3 separate regions of the Sus scrofa genome follow, and regions 2 and 3 are each linked to region 1. Evidence: chromatin contacts called from public HiChIP or PLAC-seq data. All regions are on one chromosome and are shown on one strand. Each heading gives the region's core, a stretch centred on a gene start, on an enhancer-like site or on the middle of the called end of the contact. The rest is flanking DNA. Distances are from core to core; before and after follow the strand shown.

Evidence for each region. HiChIP or PLAC-seq counts read pairs in DNA pulled down with a chosen protein or histone mark.
Region 2: a contact with region 1 is called in an H3K27ac HiChIP or PLAC-seq map of skeletal muscle, with 4 times the contacts expected there. The contact joins two enhancer-like sites. A contact is called at or near these places in 2 of 2 datasets of contacts at active chromatin or transcription factors (alveolar macrophages and skeletal muscle).
Region 3: an H3K27ac HiChIP or PLAC-seq map of skeletal muscle shows a contact between it and region 1. The contact joins two enhancer-like sites.

The regions. Positions count from the first base shown.
Region 1 is chr13:126,067,375-126,071,275 of Sscrofa11.1, reverse strand. The region is part of intron 3 of LPP (lipoma-preferred partner); the gene reads right to left. Among named protein-coding and RNA genes, the nearest start is that of MIR28, 210 kb to the left of the region's middle. Within about 2 kb of position 2,220, at least 10 of the 83 cell types and tissues checked have an H3K27ac peak or open chromatin away from gene starts, as enhancers often do. A contact at or near this core is called in skeletal muscle, where this site is marked.
Region 2 is chr13:126,377,271-126,380,853 of Sscrofa11.1, reverse strand. All of the region lies in intron 8 of LPP (lipoma-preferred partner), which reads right to left. Among named protein-coding and RNA genes, the nearest start is that of MIR28, 97 kb to the right of the region's middle. Within about 2 kb of position 1,818, at least 9 of the 83 cell types and tissues checked have an H3K27ac peak or open chromatin away from gene starts, as enhancers often do. A contact at or near this core is called in skeletal muscle, where this site is marked.
Region 3 is chr13:125,578,278-125,582,173 of Sscrofa11.1, reverse strand. No RefSeq gene overlaps it. Among named protein-coding and RNA genes, the nearest start is that of BCL6, 190 kb to the right of the region's middle. Within about 2 kb of position 1,708, at least 3 of the 83 cell types and tissues checked have an H3K27ac peak or open chromatin away from gene starts, as enhancers often do. A contact at or near this core is called in skeletal muscle, where this site is marked.

The DNA.
Region 1 (3,901 bases), core at 971-3,470:
AACTGATAGCTGGGCATCCCCATCTGAACCTCTAGCTCAGTGCTCAAAATGGAATTCAGATCCCCTAACCCACAGACCCGCTCACCTTCCCTTGGGTCCTCTGTTTTTCTATTTACTTTAGTACAATTCTCCCTATCACAAAGGTTGGGTGAAAAAAACAAACAAACAAACAAACAAAAAAAAAAAACAACTATTTTCTCTTTTCTGTCTCATTCATTCACCCTGAATATAGCAAGCCACATTAAATTATTCCAAAATTTTCAAATCCATTTACCACTCTCCAGTTTTACTGCCACAAAAATATTACCTCATACATAGATTTATGAAACAGCCTAAATGGTTTCCATTCTTCCCAATCTAGTTCATTCCAACAAATCATATACACTGTTGCCAGACTGAAAACTTCCATTGGCCCCCCAAATAACCAAAACAATTTTTGGAAACAAAACAGACAGAGTTGGAGGACTCTCCCTTCCTGGTTTCAAAACTCACCACAAAGTTACAGTAATTAAAACAGTGTGGTGCTGGCGTAAGAACAGGCATAAAGACCAGTAAAACAGAATAGAGAATCTAGAAATAAACCCTCACATATATGGCCAACTGAGTGGATGGCAACAGTGCTGGAATTTTAGAGAAGGATGGGTTGGGAATACTAGAGGCTTGGTAAAGCTCCTGCTCCAGGCTTCCCAGGATCCAATAGGACCTCCTCCTGTACGGTCAGAATCCCCAAACAAGGTGGGCTTCTTATGAGAAAATGGAGCAAGCTGACAAGTTCTACCATATACCCTCCTAGAGTGCTCTGGTGATTATGCATTTTTTGAGATCACTGCTGCAAACAGAAGCTCTGCAAGTTCTCCACTTCAGAATGCTCACTTTGCTAAGCCATTTACCCAGTCGTCTGTCTGACTACCTTCCTTGACTCCAAGAACTTGCTCAGGATTTTCCCTGTATCAGGACCTTCCTCTCCACCACGTCTTCATTTCACACCCCTAACTGTTCTCAGAGGCCCAGGTCACCTGCCAACCCTACAAAGCCTCCCTTGGCTGCCCCCAACAAAAGAACCTTCCCAACTCTCACCCTCTGGAGCCCTGCTAGGGCATGTTCACCATACATCTTATTGAGAATACAGTAGCCATTTACCTGCACAAAGTGTTCCTTGAGGGCACATACCATGTACAATTCATCACTCCAGTCCCAAAGCACCTCTTCCCATGCCTCAGAGAGTTGAGATGGAGAAGAGGTAAGAAAATATCTTCCAAGTGGGTATATGCATGGATTCTTGACAACCATAAGTTGAATCCTAACCAATTTAAATTATTCCTTAAAGGGAAAATCTGAGTGGCTCTCAATGTAAAAATAAGTGTATATATAATGAGAGAAAGAGGGAGGGGGAGGGAAAGGGAGAGAGAGGCATAGGAGTGTAACTAAAACAAAAGCAAAATGAAGACCTAGCAGCCAAATAAACAAGCATTGTGCTTTCTCTGGAATGTTTAGAAATCTTGGAGAGGGACCACATAAAGAGCCCTGAGGTGGCACTAACTTGGCACATCAAGTGCTTCTGTGACTGGGTCTGGGGATATTACTAGGTCACTTTTATTATGGACAAACTGATCTTGAACAATTTGTAAGACCTAAACAAGCTATTGTGATGAAGCAATCAAACAGTTTGGTTTTGTCCCGAAAACTCAGCAAAATAGCTAAGGCAAAACAACCACCACAACCAGGCAGTCAGACAAACAAGGACATCCTCAAATCCCTGTGCCTTTTCTTAGTTCTGGATGGGCTCTTCTTGGCCCATGTTTACCTATAAACCCACACCCAATACCTGCAATGGGCAAGTCTCACATCATGAGCAAACTTCAAAAGGCCTCCAAAATCTTATTAGATGCTGCAAAATCTGTTAGATCCATGAACTTATATTTTGTTTGTTTGTTTAATTAGAACAGAGAATTCAAAAAGTAATCTCCTGAAAAGTCAAGTTTTGTCTCCAGGGAGGCACTCCAAGAAAAACCTCATTCTTTGTATTTCATTCACTCTGCTTTCTTCCCTTGCTCAGATTAGGAAGTCATGTGATAGAAGACTGTCCCAAATGCAAAGTTTGATGACGTATTCTGGGCAGAAGTTCAAGCACCTTGTTATTTTAGCAGACCTGGTCTGGCTGCCCAAAGACATAATTTAGCTGAGTGCAAACCTCACCCCCTCCTCCTGCTTCATTTGGCCAGCTGCCTCGGAAGGCCTTTCATTCCAGAGGGCAAAGGATTTATGGCTCCCTTTTATTCCTGCAACAGTAGTTCCACTTCTCTGAGTTTCAAGTTCAGTGAGCTCAGCCTTGGCATTCAAGGTTCTCCTTATGTCTCATCCTTAAGAGCATTTGTCCCAGGTCTGTTTGCCAGGGACATGATGGCAGTTCCCTTCCTGGCCCTTGATTCGGCAATATCTTGCTTCTTCTTACAAACAGACCCATCTCATTACTTGAGTTACTTCACCAAGTCCCACTGACACTTCCATGGCTTAGCTGACACTAACGGCACTAATGGCACTAACTCTATATAAACTCACAAAAGTATCAGATTAGAAAGGAATCAGAATGGAATAGGAGGTTCTGCTAGTATAGGGTCAGCAAACAATGGCCAAATGCAGACCATCTCCTGTTTTATAAATAAAGTTTTATTGGAAAACAGCTATAGTCATTAATTCACTTATCGCCTATGGCTGCCTTTGTGTTCAGTTGGCAGAACTGAGTAGTTCCATTTGGACTCTCAGAAAAATATGGCAAACCTGATCTGGCCCTTGAACTCCTTGTACAGATGAGAAACTTAAGATTCAGTAAGGTTAAACAGTGTTCCTAGGGAGTAAAAAAAATTCAGAGCCTAATAATTAGGGCAGGACTAGTCATATATAGTGTTCACACTGAGTAAATACTAGACCTCTCCAAGGTTCGACAGTAAATTTTATTTCTTTAATGTAGAATAGTGCTAAGTTTTTAGGTTTTTTTTTTTATATGACAACATTGTTGCCTTTGAGAAATTTATTGTCTAGAGGAGAGAATAGACACATAAACAAATAATATCAATATAATAATGTATTTGTTTTCTATTGTTGCTGCAAAACTTACCAGAAACAATTACTGAAAAGCGCTGAAAATTTATTATTATTATCTTACATTGCTATAAATAAGAAGGCTGTCATGAATCCCACTTGGCTAAAATCAAGGTGTCAATATGTGTGCTTTCCTTGCAAGATCTCTAAGGAGAAACCATGTCTTTACTTTTCCAGCTTCTAAAGGCTACCCTCATTCCTTGGCTTGTGCTCCCCTTCTGCCATGTTCAAAGCCAGCAAAGGCTATGGCGTTTTTACTCAAATTGTATCACTCCAAAGATTTCTTCTAGCCCCATCATCCATTTCTAAGGACCCCTCAGGACGAAAGGCCTTTAATTCCATTTGCAAAATTTATTCCCTTTGCCATGTTATTGGACATATTCACAGCTTCCAGAGATTAGGCTGTTAACATCTTTGGGGCCATTACTGTGCTAGCCACAAGTTGTCATAAAGAAGGGAAGTGTGCACACAGTGCTAGAAACCTCAAAGGACAGTAAGTCAGCATAGGGGCATGATGTAGAAAAGCATCAAAGCTCTTTCATGGTACACATTTTGTGGAGTTTTCCACAATCTTCTGAAAATGTCAACATATTTCACCACATTTTAAAATTTAAATATATTGTTTAAAATAGTTTCAGTTTGTTACATATAGTTACTTTCCTTTTGCAACTATCACCTTGGTACCACATTTAAGAAAAGAAACCGTATTAGATATCAGATTGATGAATTTTAGGAAGTTTGAGGTAGGATTTCATACTCTCCCTGTGTGATTGCTTTCCTTAGGTCAATCTGGTGAATAAGA
Region 2 (3,583 bases), core at 569-3,068, 310 kb before region 1:
GACCCTCATTTTGAAAACATGTAAGTCCCAAGTCACAGATGTCCTCAGCCAGGATAGGAGTGCTAGAGAGAAAAGCCAGGCAGGAAGAAAGCCTGAATATGAGGTAAGGAAAAGGAGGCACTGTATATAATGAAAAACTTTCTAGAGTCTGGCTTTGAAGAAGAGATAATGCAACTGCTAGATAATGCATAGAGTCAATGGAGGGGAAATAAATGCCACGCTGGAACACAAATGGGCATTGATGAGAAGCATCCAATCCAGAATAGCTAGAAGATTCAGGATGAAGAATGGATGACCTATGGAGTGAGGGTCCTGAGAAGACAGGGGAAACAGGATCAGAACACCTTTAGACCCAGAGTACGTTTACACTAATTGGCATTTGATAAGCTGACGGGCTCTTCTGCTACTCTAACAGAAGGAATGGAGAGGACAGGAGTAAATTTGACGGCACAAGCTGAGGGAGTGTCACCCTGTGCCTTTCATTCTCACTGTGGAGAATGAGGCAGTCGTCCCTGGAGGAGGGAGTGGGGGTGGAGGGCAGTCAGAAACTGGGGTAGAGTGGAGGCTGTAGGTAACAGCTGAGAGCAGTGTGTAAGAATGTAGGCTGTGATTGGGGTCAAAGTTGGTCACAATTTATCACGATATCAATATTCCTGGCTCTGTGCTTTTCTCCTGCAATGTTCAACTGCTTTGGTGGGTGAGCAAAACACAAGTGGGTGGGCTCATTGAGATTACAGCCTTGCCAGGAGACAGTGACAGAAGAGAAAAGCAAAAGACTGAAGAAAGACGTTATGATGTAAATTCTTATGATATATTTATATAATCTATTTTCCAGAGGAGGTAAGGGATGATAAATGTCTTCAGAGTGAATCTCAGTAATAGTACAGCTAGCATTTATTAAACATCTATTAGGAGGCAGACACTGTGCTTGACACCTACCTGAACTCATTTAATCTTCCCAAGAGTCCAACACAGTAAGTACTATCAACCTCGTTTTATACACTTGCTTTAGAGAACTGAATAAATGTATAGAGTAATGGAGTCTGGGTTCAAATTGATTTCTCTTTGATTCAATGTCTGTATACTGCCTTGCAGCCTTCAATTCAGGTACATGGAAACTGAGCCAAGTGACAAGAATGGTCCTGAATGTCACGAGAAAGTGAGTTTGGATTTTTCATCTTGATATTTCCTGATGTGAATTTGCAATTGCATGGAAAAGCTAAGCACCCTTTAAATGCAAAAGGCATTGGCTGGTATTACCATATTATTTCCATCCAGGGCACATGGAAGACAGGATACACCATGTGGGCTGTTGGTGTAAGCATGCCCTGGGTTTATGGATAACTAGGTCCTTTTCCTGGGTTCCACTTTCATGCTGAAAAGACTGGTATAGGTCACAATCTCCACTCCCCTTTCCTTGACAGGAGTCCTTCTGCTGCTCCTTTCCTTCCAGTGGCCAGATGCTCCTGTTTAACACAGTGAGTCAGTCTCTTTGGATAGCTCTCAAGTGCCTACCTTCCTTTTAATGAAATACATATTGCTGAGGGCTGACTATGTTTCATGAATGGCAGCAGCCACTGTCTCAAAAATTTCTATTTAATTTTCACAAAACCTTGATAAGTACTGTTAAAGTGATTTTACATAATGAAGAAAGTGAAAACCTTGTTTACCTCTCTCTGAGAGTTCTATCCAGGACCAGTTTCACAGCCCTTTCCCCTAAAAGCTCTACAGCACTGTCAGAATCCAGAGAGCCTTCCAGCCTTTCTGGAGTCATGCTTTAAATATAACTTGAAAAAAAGGGATTGCTCAATCTCCTTTGGAAGGATGACCATTGCTTAACAGCTGGAAGTGTCTCCTCCATTACTGGAACTGGTTGCCCAGTACTGGGATTACTGGAAAGGGCTTTATGACTGGGACACTTAGTCAAATACGGGAAAATTTTTAGGAGCATTTCTGAAAGAAACAAATGGGTCCCCTTTGATAAAGATATGGATCCAGAAACAGAATGATGTGACGGAAGGCACCCAAGCAACACTGAGGTGGGATGGATGTGGAGCAATGGTGGTGAGCTCAGGGAGGCAGTGAGGACAAGGTTTAATCACTAGAAGGGAGAAACAGGTAGAAGCGGTGGACTTTTACCAAAAGCCTAGACCTCTATAGGACTCTGTCCAAGTGGCTGGAGAATCTGTCTGGAGACTAGGAACTCGGAGCTTGAGCTCTTTCTCTGACCTTACAGATGATGTGGGGACATCATTGACTTCACCAAAGCCTCCTTTCTCCCGCTTGTGCTTCTAGACTTGGATACAAAATAAGCCTGTTGCTGGGAACCCGTCAAGAGGTTTCATTTGCTGCCTAAGTTCTGGTCCTCACAGATACCCATTTCCACACCTACTGCAGATTCATTTTGGAGAAATAAATTGCAATGCTCCAAAGAAATACTGCTCTAATCCAGCTCCTAGAAATGCAAAGAATTGCTTTCAAATTTACCAAAAGTCCTTGAATTTGAAAAATACCTCTGACAAGGGTATAGAAATCAAAGCTCTCCCTTCCCTACAAAATTTAAAAATACCTTCTACCCCGGCAGAAATCAAGGATGTGATAAGCAACTAACAGATGCTCCAGTTTAAATGACAAAGTTTAGAGCCACAAAGTCTTACATTCAAATCCTCTAACCGGGGTTCCTGTTATTGCTCAGTAGTTAGTGAACCTGACTAGCATCCATGAGGTTGAGGGTTCAATTCCTGGCCTCCGCTCAGTGTGTTAAGGATCCGGCATTGCTGTGAGCTGTGGTGTAGGTCGCAGACACGGCTCAGATCCTGTGTTGCTGTGGCTCTGGCATAGGCCAGTGGCTACAGTTCCGATTGGACCCCTAGCCTGGGAACCTGCATATGCCGCAGGTGCGGCCCTAAAAAGACAGAAAGACCAAAAAAAAAAAAAAAAATTCCTCTAACCAGCTGTGTTTTTGGGCAAGCCCCTTATGCTTTCTGAGCCTTGATTTCCTATTAGACAATAACAACAAAATACAAACAACAACAACAAAAAACCCTGTACAACAAAGCTCACATTTACATTGGAAATGTTTTATAAACTGGAAAACATTAAATGTTATTATTATTATTGTTCCTTAATTCAAAACAACTAATGGACATCATCTATAGACCAAGACAGTGCTAACTGCTAAAGGTACAAAGAAGTAAGTTACACCTGGATGGAGGTGAAAAATTTCATAAATCTCGCTTCTGCTTAAAATAGGTAGAAGACAATAAAATCCAATATGCAAACTTACTCTACTAGGATTGTGAAATGGGTTATAAAATTTTCCTTCAACTTTAAAACATGTATTGTAACTCTGAATCTTATTTTTGTTATGGCATATTTATCTTTTTTTTTTTTTTTTGTCTTTTTGTTATTTCTTTGGGCCACTCCCGCAGCATATGGAGGTTCCCAGGCTAGAGGTCGAATCAGAGCTGTAGCCCCCGGCCTACGCCAGAGCCACAGCAATGCAGGATCCAAGCCACGTCTGCAACCTACACCACAGCTCAAGGCAACGCCGGATCGTTAACTCACTGAGCAAGGGCAGGGA
Region 3 (3,896 bases), core at 459-2,958, 490 kb after region 1:
CCTGTGAGAGGAGACCTGTGTCCTCCAGCTCTGCTACCCACTGTGGGTGTGGGAACTCTTTCTCAGTGTCTTCTTATCAGATGAGAGAAGGCTGATGAGGTGAGTCTAGAGCTCCCTTGGCTTTAACCTTCCTCAAATCTGGTACTGGGAGCATGTTTTGCAGAGAGTACATGAGATTTAGGTAGTTGAGGCCACTTGGAATCCACAGCATTCTCCCCAGTTTGTGGAATGCTGGCCAGTCCTGAGACAGGCAGCCCAGGGGTTGTTATTATTATACTCATTTCACAGACAGGGACGCAGAGACTCAGAGAGATTAAATGAATGGTCTGGAGTCACCCAGAGAAAAATGAAGGAACTGGGATTTAAACCCAGGCTCCAGGATGGCCAACCCTTCTGTGGGGTTAGTGATGTCTCTCGGGAGCTCTTGATCTGGTTTTTCTTGTGCTCCCCTGAGACCAGGGCCAGATTCGTTCTTGGAGAGCTGCAGCTAGGCTCTGGGGTGTCTTTTACTCTGAGAGGGGGCTATGACTCCCCCCTCAAATCCTACCCCCTCAGACTCTGGACTGTGCCTCCCTCAACCAACTTCCTGCCCCTGGCAGGTGCCAGCAAATCTGGGCCGGGCATTTTCTGTCTCACCTGCAACATTCACACTCCTTCCTTCTTGTTTCCCACCTCCAAGAGGTTGACCTTTGTGAAGACCAGTAGGTTCCCCTGCCCTCTGCCTTCTGGTTGGATTCAGCCTGGCACCGATTAGGTGGTGGGAGGGTGGGAGAAGGAGATGTGAGGATGGCTCCTTCCTAGCCCCCTACCTGCCTGCTGTAGCTTGGCAATGGTTGGGTGCATCCAAAGTGTCAGAAGCCACAGTTCCAGCTGGGCAGCCCCCTGCCAGCTCCCCAGCACTGCCTACTTTTCTGCTACATTCTGGTAATCTCTCCTTTTGCCCTTTCATCCCAAGGACCAGTAACAGCTCCAGGTTATTGTTAGCCTCAGGGTGCCTCCCTGTCTCTTGGTTTTCCTTGACCTTGGCTCAACCTTTATGAATTATACTTAAATTAATCTCTCTTTGGTCACCTTATTTTGAGTGTATCCTCTCCTTCCTCTTGGACCATTGATATCTACTGCCTCTTTCTTCCTTATATCTAGTCTTCCATTTCTTAAAAGCATGGATGATCCCGGCTTTTAACATGAAGTTCTGTTGGAGAAGGTTAAACTTCTTGCAGGGTTTAACCAAAAACCAAAACAAAGCTAAAGAAAAAGCAAAAGACTGGGTTTCCCAGGAATATGGGAAAGAGTACTGGGCTTGGACTTGGAAGCAGAAAACCCAAGTTTGCCACTTACTAGCTCTGCCCTGCTAGTCACTTGGCTCTTCCATTAAGTAGAGTAAGAATAGCTCTTTTGTCTTGTCTTTCTCATGAGCCTCTTGGGCAGATGAAATGAGGCCAGGCCAGTGGAAGTACTCTGAATGCTGAAGCATTTTCTGAGCATTAGGTGTTACTGTTGCTTTATCAGACATGGCATGTGGACAAAATCCTCAAAAGGCCATGTCTTGCATTTTCCAGTGCATTCAGATTCCCCTGTTGCCTCTGTGCCTCCTGGATTAGGAGACCTGGCATTTGTGGAATCCAAGATGAATGTCCAGGGGGTACTGGCCAAGCATGGGCCCACACGAACAGAGCTAAAAATACCTTTGACCTCAGTGGGAGCATCTCAGTCCTGAAGGGGATGGGCCTGGAAGGCAGAGTGTGAGGGGGAATGACTCCCATCATTCATCAGCTGGGGTGAGGGGAGGACAGGGACAAGGTGCTATCCTTTTCAAAGCCAGTGGGAACGGTGGCTTGATCTTTCTCTCTGTCTGTTAGTCTGTCTGTCTGTGAAGAAGATTAACCTGAACTTTTTGTACTTTTCCTGTTAGAGTGAAGGCCACACCTTAAAGCTCTTCCTCGTGGCCAAGCCTCTCAGGAATTTTCCCAGCCTGCCTTGTGGAGGTGACAGATACCTCCAGCCAGAAGGAGGTAAGGAGGTGATCCGAGGACTTTGGTGTGGAGTTAACTGCTGAAGCTGACTTCAAGCAGAGAAGGAGACACTAATCCAGGAGACTTGGTTTGATTTATTCAGGGATGGGGAGTGGGGAGACCCACTAGCTCTCAATCCTAAAGAGGAATGGTTTTCAAACAATAATCCTTAGAGCTCTAAATGGTTGCTATTTAAAATGTGGTCCATGGACCACCAGCATTGACAGCAACCAGGAGCTTGATAGAAATACAGACGTCTGATCCCACCACAGACCTCTAGATCTGAATCTGCCTTTTAACCAGATCCACTGTGGATTCACACGTGCATTAAAGTTTGAGAAGCACGGTTATAGGATCCCTGTGAAGTACCTGAGGGATAGGTGCTTTCCAGTTGTATAGATGGGGTCCCTTAAAAGATAACATTTGAAAAAGAAGCTCCATTTGTATTTAAAGAAAGAAGAAAAGGTGGGAATCAATGTGATCTTTCCCATTCTTTGGTAGAAGAGGAAATTCTGCGGCTGGTCTTTTTCCCTCTCTCCTTCTGAGGTCAGCCCCTGCCCAGCCTTTCCATTAGCTCCCCAGATGCCCAGCACAAGCCTGGCGTCGGCTGGATCCATAAATGAGGGGCCATGTTAGGTGACTAGTGGAAATTGGATTATATTTCCCAAGCTGCTTCTCAGCTCTGGGGTCTGGTCTTGACAGGACTGCCTGATGAGGCACTGAGGACTAAAAGGGAGCTTGCCGTGACCTGGGAGTTTAGGGCTTGGTGTGGGGGTTCTTTAAAAGGGAGGGCAGGAGGGTGGGGAGCTGTCTCCTATCCTCCTAGGTAGAATTAAGGAAGGATCTAGAGTTTGTTGTAAGAAGACCAGCCTGGCAGGAGCTGAGAAGAGAGAAGTCTACCTCCAGCTGGGATCTGGGCACAGCCCCATGGCGGCAGATTTTCAGGATTTCCAGAGGAAGTGCTTGGTGGCCCGCAGTCTCAGTTTGCTGCAATTATAAATATCTGTGATTCGCATCCCCTTCACATACTCCCCTGGAGCTGCGCAGCACGTTCTGCCACCGCTCCCCCTGCCCCACCTTCCCTCGGGTCCCTCACGGGCAACATCCATGGCTTCCGTCTCACAGCAGGGGAAGCCGAGGCTCTGCAAAATTATCCAAGGCACCACCTCCAACTGGGCTGACTGGGGGAAGAAACTAGCACATTAGCACAGCCTCAGAGTCTTTCATACACCGGCCCCAGATTTCTGGCTTGAACTTTGGCCTCTTCTTATCCTGCGTTTTCCCCTCAGTCCAGACCACCCACCCCTGCTGGTCTTCCCCAAACATATGGCCCTTGAGTTGTTTGCACATGTTCCTTTTCCTACTCTCATACCTCGACACCCCTAGACACACAGCTGTGCCTCTCTCTGCTGGCATGACACTTCACTGGAGTCTTCTGACAGTGTGCCTCCCCCACCCCCCACCTTCTCCAGCTTTCAAAATCAGGGAATCAAGGCGTGTTTGAGTCCCCTCAGTCCTTAGCACAGTTCGGTCCTCAGAAAAACACTTGTGTAATAATGAATGAATCAGAAGACAAAAACACACAAGCTAGTGGCTGAAGCAGAGACAGACTATTTCATAGACTTTTGTGGGTGAAGGGAGCTTGCCACTCAACAGTCTTGATGCTTTGCAGGAGCCCAAATCGAAAGAGATTTGGAACAGAAGCTGCCACTTCCTAATGAAAAAGTCTTAGAGACACCTTAGATACTAGCTTGTGACTCAAGATACTTGATTTATCTGAGTCCCAGGGTTGGCTGGTTTGTTTTCATCTGAAAAGGGAGATTCTGAGATTCTTTACCACCTAGGCTCATTAGGAAAATGCAATAAGATGAAGTACATGTAAAA